Regions from separate parts of the Mus musculus genome. Here regions 1 and 2 are each linked to region 3. Evidence: chromatin contacts called from public promoter capture Hi-C data. All regions are on one chromosome and are shown on one strand. Each heading gives the region's core, a stretch centred on a gene start, on an enhancer-like site or on the middle of the called end of the contact. The rest is flanking DNA. Distances are from core to core; before and after follow the strand shown.

Region 1 (3,342 bases), core at 204-2,703, 1.9 Mb before region 3:
TTTAAAACTAAAAAAATCATCCCCAAAATTAGATATAGCAGCACACACTGACAGTTTGAATGCTGGGTATTGCAAAGAATTCCTGAATGGCAACTACCAGAAAAGCCATTGAAAATAAGGAGTCTCAAATTAGAAGCATCATGAAGAAACAGCCTTTATGACCTCTTCAAAACTCCTGTTTTTCCTTATGTTAACAAGACGGATTTTAAAAATGTATCTAAGATACTAAAACAATTTTCACTACTAAGGAAAAAAAAAAAAAAACAAAAAACCTAAGTTTTTTTTCTAGACAGGGTTTCTCTGTATAGCCCTGGCTGTCCTGGAACTCACTTTGTAGACCAGTCTGGCCTCGAACTCAGAAATCCATCTGCCTCTGCCTCCCAAGTGCTGGGATTAAAGGCGTGCGCCACCACGCCCGGTTGAAAACCTAAAACTTAAATCCCTTGATAGACAGTAGGGACCCCAATATTTGACGCCAGAGAAACACTTAAACCGTCTAAAGGATATCGAATCCAGTGAGAGTCCTAACTAATAACAAGCAGCGAACAGGAACTACACAACAGATAAACATTAGACAGAGAATGTTCGAGATTAACTGCGCTCCAGACACGAGGAGTAAACTGGGTTAAAACCAGCCATAGAGACCACAACGGTCTGAACTAGAAGTTCTATGTGTTGAAAGTCTGGAAACGTAGTACAGGACAAGGCAAGGCGCCACTAACAAATGAGGCCGGAAGATACAAAAGGGCCAGGCGTGGTCTGGGCCTGCGGTCCGCTTCAGAGTTAGACTTCATGGCTTCTCAGTCAAAGGCCTCCACTCCATGCTCCCTTTCCCGTGTCACTTACAGGGCTGCAGCCCTTTGTCTAGCGTCGCACTACCTCGGGGAAGGCCACAGCAGACAAACCACTCCATAACGCTCCTGTCACTGCCTTAAATTGGGGAACTTCATTAACATCCCAGGGTGACTAGTCCTTTTCATCCCTAGGACGAAATGGCACCGTTACGTGGGAAGATGGCCCCGCAAGTGCTTCGTAGATGTGAACCTAACGCCCGACTCTCCACCACATAGTATTTGGACTGTGCGCCATAACTTCACTGGGCCCAGCCACGCCCGCCCCAATGCCCTGGACCTGGCCAGCAGGATCACCCAGATGGGGGCCGCCCGTCCAGTTGTCCTCGAAGGGACGACGCCAGCCAGGCATCCATCGCTGGAGCCCCGGACTAAGGGTGCGGCCGCCCCTCCCCCACGCGCTCACTTCCGTACCCGTTATCACCGCCTAGGCGGCCCGGGCGAGGGCAGAACTCTAGCCCTTTCTCAGGACAGCCAGCTCAACTCGAGCCCGCGCGACAGTGGGTACACATTGCCACACACTTACCCGCTCACACGCCGGAGAACGCTCGTCAGGCGAGAGCACGGACCTGCCCCGCCCAGTAGAGCGCGCGCGAACAGATGGCGTCATCGCGCCGTCCCGCCCCTTGCCAACTCCTTCCTGGGCCCCGAGTAGTCCCCTCCTCCGCGGTTGCATGCAGAGCGCAAGCGTGGACGCGATCCTGCCGTCCGCCTCTGCGCAGGCGCTGTGCCCCTCCCACGGCGGTTGGCCATATAGAGGCTGGGGGCGGGGGGAGGTCAAGCGTAGCCTCTTCTCCTTTACCAAGATGGCGTCTTGTTCCTGTTTCGCCACAGTTCCTACCTTATGAGCTTGGATTCCTCACGCTAATAAAAGAGGAGCAGGTAACGAGATTCTCCGCTTTATGGGAAACTAGAGTTGTGGGAAGGATATTTACTAAGGAGGAATAAGGTGTCCATTGAGAGCGAGAGACGACCGGGGGCGGGCAGGTGGCAGCGTGAGTGCGGAGCAGTGAAGGGGAGGGAGCCCTTTGCCTCTATCCTTTCCTCCTGGAAGATGGCGGCAGCACCGAGCTAGGAACACCGAGCCGGGATAGGCGGGCGCTTGTGACTTGCCGGCGGGCATCTCTAGCCGCCTCTGCGGCCGTCTCTATGGCGGGCTGTCGTCCCGGGATTGGCTACGTGCTGGTCACGTGGGTCTCCCCCCCCCCATGCACACCATAGAGTGGTGCCTGTCCCTGGGGACGTGGCCTTCCTGTGTGGTCGTGAGCCCATGCCCCGCGGGGGAGGGCGGAGCCGGCACGGCCCCCTACCCTCTTTCAGACTGGGGCGGGCGGAGAGATCTGCGGCATGCCCTGCTCTCTGCGACCGGCTTGAAGCTGGCTGGGAAGGTGCAGTACTGGGCTGCGGCCTGGCTCGGGTTGTCCTTCCCTTCAATCGCAGGAGGTCCCCTGGCTGGTCAGCGATCGTAAACTCCTACCTTAGGCCTTTCACCAAGGCCTTTCTATAGGAAAACACCCTAGAGTACCTCCCCAGAGAAGAAACAGCAATCGCGCAACCCTAGTGGGTGATATGCACAGTGTCGGTATTCCGAACTGTTCTGACACATGCCTTGTTGTGAGGGAGTGGTTTTTTTGTGCGTTATTACTTTGAGTAAAGTATCCCAGTGCTCGAGGCTACACTGCATATCCTGTCTGAATTAGAAGATTGGAGGGTCGACTGGGCATGTGTTTGCATACGATATAACTGAACCAAAGGAGACTGTCTTGGGTTTTATTATCTTTACAGACAAGGATAAAGCATGGGGAAAATTGGAGGGTTATAATCTTCACTTACAACTTGGCTCGCCCTTCAGCTTTGGGTTTTGCTAGTCACCTTAAGCTCTCAAACAATGACTTCACATATTTGTTGGTGTCCATTTAAAGAGCCACTTTCTTAGTAACTTTCTGAAGCCCAGTTAAACCAGTCACAAAATTTTGTTTGAAGCTAGTAGTAGCTACAAGCTAAATTTCTATTATGGAATCGGGTGTGAATAGGAAAACACTGGGTGAAACCTATTGCTTAAGCTTACGTTTTGAAGATTTAAAGTACCCATAGGCTAAATTTGTTAATTATGTTAGCTATGGGGATACTTAAAAGCAGTCATTTAATGTAGCTCTAAAAGGGGCTTTGGGCTTTTGTTTTGTTTTTAAGTGAATTACTACTTATGGATTCAAAACAACTCTTAACCTATTATGACATCTTTAAACTTAGAGATAATGGAGCATATCTTTTCCAGTCTCAGAAATAGTATTTTTGAAAACCAGTTAAGTAATTTCCAATGGCACCCAAGCTTTGTTGGTAGCGTTGGTTAGAGGCCTGCACTGCTTAGACACTTACTTCATCTTGAGAATACCCGAAAGAGGCAGACAGGTCAGAATAGACAGGGACACACACAAGCAGATCCTTATTTTTTTCCTCTCTCTCTTGTGGGCAGGCCCACTTCTCAGTGGCC
Region 2 (3,432 bases), core at 634-3,133, 1.8 Mb before region 3:
TGACTAAGACACCTTCATGTCTAAGATGCAAATTCAGTGCATAGAGGTTGGTTTGGAAGCTTCTGGTGCTCCATCCATAAGTGAAGCCAGACCTCTGGGCTGGGAGGGCTATTGTCATTTTCCCTGTAATTTCATTACTTGGGCCATATTCTGTTTTTTAAAAATAGCAGACACCTTCGTGTGTGTGTGTGTGTGTGTGTCTGTCTGTCTGTCTGTCTGTCTGTCTCAAAGGACAGCTCGGTGGAGTGGGTTTGTGTCTTCACTTTTGCATGGGTCCCTAGAATCAAACTCAGGTCACCAAGCTGGTGTGGTCAGTGTCTGAATTCCTGAGCCATCTTGCTGACTAAACACAAGTCTGTAAACAACAGAACTTACCAAATACTTTTATCTGGGTCTAGATCTGTACATAACCATTTCAGGGAGAGTTTGGGCTGTCCTGAGAACTTATTGCTGTATTACAGTGTCCATCACAAACTACTTACCTCCTCTCTTCCTGTAAGCAGCCAGAGGTCATCTGCCAAGATGTTTCGCTACTCTCTTGACCCAGAAAAACCCCCCAAAATCATGCAAATCAAGAGGTTCAAACCTTCGTGTTCACTTTAAGAACACCCGGGAATCTGCCCAGGCCATCAAGGGTATGCATATCTGCAAAGCCACCAAGTATCTGAAGGACATCACTTTAAAGAAGCAATGTGTGCCATTCCGGTGTTATAATGGTGGAGTCAGTAGGTGCGCCCAGGCCAAACAATGCGGCTGGTCGGTGGTCAAAAAAGAGTGCTGAATTTTTGCTGCACATGCTTAAAAATGCAGAGAGTAACGCTGAACTTAAGGGCTTAGATTTAGATTCTCTTGTCATTGAACACATCCAGGTGAACAAGGCACCTAAGATGCGCCGACGAACCTACAGAGCTCATGGCCGGATTAACCCATACATGAGCTCCCCCTGCCACATTGAGATGATCCTCACTGAGAGGGAACAGATCATTCTAAAGCCAGAAGAGGAGGTTGCACAGAAGAAAAGGATATCCCAGAAGAAACAAGAAACAAAAACTCATGGCACGTGAATAAATTCAGCATAAAATAAATGCAGATAAAGTTAAAAAACAAACAAACAAACAAACAAACAAACCTACTTACCTCAAAGATGAGCCCAGGAACACAAATTTGGTTTTTCCAAAAGATTCTCCACCATGGATGAAGTTAGGTGAGATATTACTAGCTAGAGAATAAAGCCATAAATCAAGGCATTTACCAGACACATTGGTGGGGACCACAGATAGGAAGGATAAGGCAAAACTAGGAAAACACTTAACTCAGTTTTAGATATTATTTAGTGATGCTATTGGCTTTTGGATTGGTGAAAACCATTGTTGGTCTAGGAATATATTTTAAAGGTATTCATTGTCACAAAGCTGTTAAGTTAGACAGGTGGACGATGAATGGATTTCAAAAAGGCTAAGAATAATCCATGATAATTTGGTTTTGGTCTGCAGGATCCTAATTCCACAATCACAGCGTTATCTTATTTGGCCTTGTACTATCTTTAACACAGGTGATTGTTTTTTGTCATATTCTCCCCTCCTCCCCCGGCCCCAGTAAAAGTAGTTTCACAACAGAAAACGACGGTGTGCGCTTCGGGGTAGTTTGGTTTCACCTGTACTCTGAAGAGCAGTTTTAAAACCCAGGTAGTGTTGCTTGTTCCTGGCAGAGACCATGCAACCGAGTATGCCCAACTAAAGGGAGCTGCACCTGCAAGCTGCAGGTGCTGGGCACGAGCATCTGGGATCAAGGGCTTGGCTGCGGAACGAAAGAACGCCACACCCCGGGAGTTCGGCGGACACAGATCGGAGGCCGGACGTTGTGAGCCAGGAAGGACCGCCTCTTCCGGTCTCACAGTTGTTCTTCGCTTGGTCTCCATGGCTTCGCTGGGAAGGCAGGTGAGGTTGCCCTAGGTCCCGGGCTCACAGCGGCTGTTGGCGGGACGTTCAGGAGGCGCTGACGCTGGTTCTTGGTGTTCCGGTCTGGGCACCTTGTGGCAGTAGCGCTCCCGGGTGGCGTGTGCACAGACAGTGTGGCCCTCAGAATAGCTTCTGGCTTCTCCGGAGTTTCGGCTGTGTGCTGCCTAATGGCTAGGGAGGCCTGGACCACCACCAGCGGCAAGAGCGGGGTGTTTGAGACCATTCTGGCGGGCACCGGATGCTCTGTGCTTAATTTGTTATGTGCTAGTCCCAACACCTGGGGCTACTGTGTACAAATCGACAGATTCCTTCCCCCAAATATTCTTCTTTTAATGGAAGGGATCCTTGAAAAACAAAACAAAACTATCCTTTGTTGGAATGAAATTAGGTAGTGTACCTGTCTGGTGGCTAGTCTGAGGTTCAGAATTTTCAACCAAATACTATTGCTCGTGCCCTGTATCTTCAGTATGTAGATATTGCTTATGCTTCAATATCTTCAGTAAGTGCGGTCGTTTGCATGCTACTTTTATTCTTTGGAGACTTTTTAGACCCAGAGAAGATTTTACAGATTGTTTACAAAAACTGTTAGCTTTTGTGGGCCAAGGGTCAAGCTGAGGTTCAAGGTTACTGGCTCAGTAATCTTGTGGTGGTCATTATTCTGAGGTGGGACTGATTCTGTTTTTGCTCTGCCTTACAGGTTCCTGAGTGGCATCGTCTACTGGCCCTCTCCTGGGCCTGTTTGGTTAGGCAGACCCCTCATCTCAGAGAACAGAAACAGATGAGCCCTTCTTTGTCTTGCAAACTGACTACAGTGCCCGGTAGAGGAAGCTTTCAAGAGTTTTCCAGCATTACACCCCAAAAGTACATGCAGGAACCAGAAAACAGGACACGACTTGTTCAGTGTCTTCATGAGGAACAGAAGCCTTGTGTGGATCCTGAGTCCTTGGAGCCTGAAAAGGTCATCCGTTCCCTCCAGGACATGGGTTTTGCTGAAGCCCACATTCACAGCTTGTTTAGTATACAGCCAAGTGTCCATCCTCAACAGTTGCTGGGTATAGTTTCAGAACTCCTACTCTTGGGGTTGAACCCAGAGCCTGTATTTAATGCCTTGAAGAAAAATCCCCAGTTGCTGAAACTGTCTAGCATGCAGATGAAGAGGCGTTCCAGTTACCTTCGGAAGCTTGGCCTTGGAGAAGGTATAAGATGCAGCAGACTTTATAGAGGGAGAGGAGTCAGTTAGGGAGAAAATAGCTTACCCTAGCAGGGATGTCCAGCCTTTTGATAGTAAGGCATGGAATTGTCACCTACAAATGAGCTAGGCTGCATTCATCAATACCCTGGGATGCATGTGTGCTGTGGGCTAAACACACCTTACTCAGAGGAAGTGAGGTAGGAAAGTTTGCTGAGGAGAGGTCAGTGTCTTCAAGAAGATGTGCAGTGGGCTCTCTGCAGATGCCGTTGTAAGGGGGATGTG
Region 3 (3,526 bases), core at 20-2,519:
CTTTGACCAACCACCTCTCTCCCATTTCTCATTCCTGCATGACAGGTCAATCCACTCAAAGATCTTGTCTGTCCCTGAGATCAAATTCAATGACAACCAAAGCTCTTGGTGGTAGAGGCCTTGCCTTGCTTTTTCATGTCACCCCGATAGCCCCAGGTGAGTCAGGCCAATAGGACATCATCCACAAAGTTTGTTGAATTGATGGAGGGAGGAATGACAAGAGACTGTACCAACATTGTGGCTTTCTCAGATTTTCTGCATACAGAAGAGAGCTCAGTGAACTCTAAAATCAGAGATGGGTGCAGAAGCACACCTACCAAACACCTACCAGCAGGTTCAGAAAGACCCCAAGGTGGACGCCGTACCAGGAAACTCTCCTGGGAATTGTTAGTTCCATTGTAGCAGCACTGCAAAGTGGAGCAGCTTTAAGGCAGGTGGCAAGTGTCACCCTTTTTCTGCAGGTGGGTCAAGCGCCCCTGTAAGAGTTGTGGCACTAGCAAGCTCTCTGGGGACAGCACTGTCGTTAAGGTGGGTGGAGGTGGGGCGGAGGACGTTTGTCCAGTAGCTACTGCGCTGACTGGCTGGCGGGATGGGGAAAGGGAACCTGTCCGCACGAAGGCTGACCTCTGAGGGCCCTTACTGACCAGTGAGCTCATACCTGGAAGAAGATCCGAACCCCATGGTCCAGCCAGGGTCATCGCTGACGGGGATGGGCTAACAGGGTGGCAGTTACAAGGCTAGCTCCACCAGAAAGAAACCTCCGTGGGAGGGATGTCCACGAGAGGCCAGGCAGGAGCGGGGGCGCGCGCCTAGGGCCGCGCGGAGCCTAACGTCCACACTTACTGACCCCGGGCGCGATTCCTCGGATCTGGCCTGCGAGGACCGAGGACCCGAGTCCCGGACGCCCAAGGGACACTCTGACCCCAAGACGCAACCCCGCTCCCTACTACCCCTAGCCGCGCACGTTACCTGCGGGTCCCGGGCCGGCCCGTCCATCGGGGCCGGTCCCGCCCTCCGCCATGCCTACTTGGTCCTCAGCCTCCGCCCTGACCCCGCCGCCTGTCCACCTCCGCAGCAATCCTGTCAGAGAGCAACGCTGTCAGAGAAGCACCGCCGGCGTTTCCGGCAGGTGGGCGTGTCCAGGGCTCGGCTTCCGGGGAGTATGAGCCTCCTTTTCGTACTTCCTGCTCCGGACGGAGGGTGCTGGGGTCTCCACTTCCGGCCTGGCTAACGGACTTGATTGCTGATTAGCGGGGTTGACCAAACTGCGTCTCCCGAGGCAACAGCAGCAGCTTCTGGGGAAACGCCTTTCCTCTGGGGGCGGAGGCTTATTTGCATGCCTCAGGAACTCCTGGTTGGTCGATTCTGTTCCCGCCCACTGGAGGGCGGGACGTGGGCGGGACCGTTACGGCCCAGTGGACTGTGGTCCGCTATCGCAGCGGCTGAAGGGTGTTGAGTGACGTGGGGCTGCGCTGCTGTCCTTTCTACGAGACTCCAAACGGTGCCTTCCGAGTCGGTGACTTGCAAAGTTGTGTTAGACGAAGGCAGCCCAGAATGTCTCCATGGAGCCAATAGTGTCTGTAACTTGGTCAAGGCGTGTTGACAGAGTGGCTTTCCCTCAAGCACTCCCGATTTTACATCGGTCACACTGTGTGCGTTGCGTTACGAACAGTTCTTAAGCATGGACGCTGTCGGGTCCTTTCATTCTCCTCTACACAACTTAGGGAAGGTACCTTGCAGGGGGAGGACCCCAGTGGACCGGGGGGAGACCGCGCCTTAAGGAGACAGAAGCGCCCCGCTGTCCTGTGAGATGGAGGCAAGGCCACAGTCTCCAACACCGCGGCTGTGACTTGTCTGCATCTTTGTGTGGTCATGGCACACCAGCTGGGAGCTAGCGACTATAGGTGCCCAACAAATCCTCGTGCCCAGACTGGCTCAGTTGCACAGGTCTGTGGAGCTGTGTGAGGCATCCTGGAACAGAGCCACGGGCTCTGAGGGTTTTGAGGGGAGCGGGGAGATTCCTGCAGTGGTGTTTGGTCTTGATAACACCGTTGGCACGAGGGACAGGTGACACCAATGACGCTGCAAGGCAAAGAGCCAGAGGTGGCTCAGCCTTATGGCTCTGCTCCACGGCTGCACATCCCTGGCTGGGATACCTCAAGGGTAAAACCACCCAAATGCGCATCAAAATGTGGTGTCGTGGCCATCCATATATCCTTTAAAAAGCCTCTGCCCCAGGTTACAACATGGCCAACCCTGGAGGATCTCTGCTCAGTGAAATAAGCCAGCAATAACGAACAAATAATGCACTCTTCCACACATAGGTCACTAAAGGAATCAGCTTCGGAAACAGAGTGGAATAGTAGGTGTCAGTTTGCTTCCAGAAAAGGGAGTGTCACGGGTGAGGGGACAGAGATAAAACTCCAGGCTGTCACCCTAGCCTGAGAACTTCGTTGAGACCAAAACTCAAGCAAAACTGGACTTACTGCTTTGGCTCGGGAAAAAAAAAATTTGTTAAGACTAATGGAAGCAATGTTGAGGTTTTATTTAAAATACTTTAACATTAGACTTTAACCTAAAGACTTAGAAGAGAGGTACTATGGAAGACACACCCAAGTATAGCTCCTCAAGGGAGTCACAATCCTTAGCACTAGCTACTATATACACCATTTTGATGGCTCTCAACTTAGATCTCAAGAGTACTCAGAAACTAACACTCTCTCTCTCTCTCTCTCTCTCTCTCTCTCTCTCTCTCTCTCTCTCTCTCTCTCGTGTTTGTGTGTGTGTCTATGAGATTATGGGGTGGCTTCAGACATACCTTGGATGGAATTATAATCTGATAAAGCCAGGAGCCACTGATTGCATGAGTTTTGTGCATGTCCATTTCCTGTAAAAGTTTCTAGTGAGAGTCCTGGAAAATTGCAGGTGCATAAGTGCGGAGGGAGGAAAGCTTTAAGCAGTTAATTGTGCTGGAATTCCTGCTTCTCTGTTGGCAAGAGGCTTCAACCAAATTCCTCAGTAAAGGTAAAGGGCTCCTCTTCCTCCTCATACCTCCATGATTTGCCTTTCTATTCTATCTCAGGAGGAATAGGAAGTGAATACTTTTTAAAAGGGGTTTGGGGGTGGGGTAGGGCAAATGGAGACAAGATCTTACTAGCCCTTGGCTGGCCCAGAGCTGATATGTAAATGAGTCTTGCCTTAACTCATTGAGATCCACCTGCAGTAGCTTCCCAGGTGCTGGGAAAGTATACAACCACAGCTGGCAGAATTATTTTTATATTTATTTAAAGTGTGTGTGTGTGTGTGTGTGTGTGTGTGTGTGTGTGTGTGTGTGTGTGTGTGTGTGTGTGCGTGCGCGCGCGCGCGTGCGTGCGTGCTGGGAGCACCATGTGTGTGCTGGTGTCTTCAGAGGACAGAAGAGGGATTAGATAGCCTGGAGTTGGACTGACACGCAGTGGTGAGCTGGTGCTGGGTGGAGTAAGCCGGCCCTCAGCCTACATGAACCGGGTATTTCTGGAAGGCAGGC

What was found. Promoter capture Hi-C pulls out the DNA fragments that hold promoters and counts their contacts.
Region 1: a contact with region 3 is called in a promoter capture Hi-C map of pre-B cells, with 5 times the contacts expected there. The contact joins the promoter of Septin2 here to the promoter of Asb1 in region 3.
Region 2: a contact with region 3 is called in a promoter capture Hi-C map of pre-B cells, with 6 times the contacts expected there. The contact joins the promoter of Mterf4 here to the promoter of Asb1 in region 3. A contact is called at or near these places in 3 of 39 promoter capture datasets (embryonic stem cells, liver and pre-B cells) and 1 of 115 datasets of contacts at active chromatin or transcription factors (pancreatic cancer cells).

The regions. Positions count from the first base shown.
Region 1 is chr1:93,477,104-93,480,445 of GRCm38.p6, reverse strand. Septin2 (septin 2) reads right to left here and starts at 1,453. Exons shown (of 13, transcript NM_010891.2): 1 at 1,378-1,453. It also overlaps a transcript of Hdlbp not described here.
Region 2 is chr1:93,304,330-93,307,761 of GRCm38.p6, reverse strand. Mterf4 (mitochondrial transcription termination factor 4) reads left to right here and starts at 1,883. Exons shown (of 4, transcript NM_178051.4): 1 at 1,883-1,937; 2 at 2,656-3,154. The coding sequence starts at 1,917. It overlaps Gm28535 (predicted gene 28535), which reads right to left and starts at 1,798. Exons shown (of 3, transcript NR_151531.1): 1 at 1,655-1,798; 2 at 1,138-1,219. It also overlaps the pseudogene Gm7867.
Region 3 is chr1:91,538,308-91,541,833 of GRCm38.p6, reverse strand. Asb1 (ankyrin repeat and SOCS box-containing 1) reads right to left here and starts at 1,269. Exons shown (of 5, transcript NM_001039126.2): 1 at 970-1,269. The coding sequence starts at 1,021.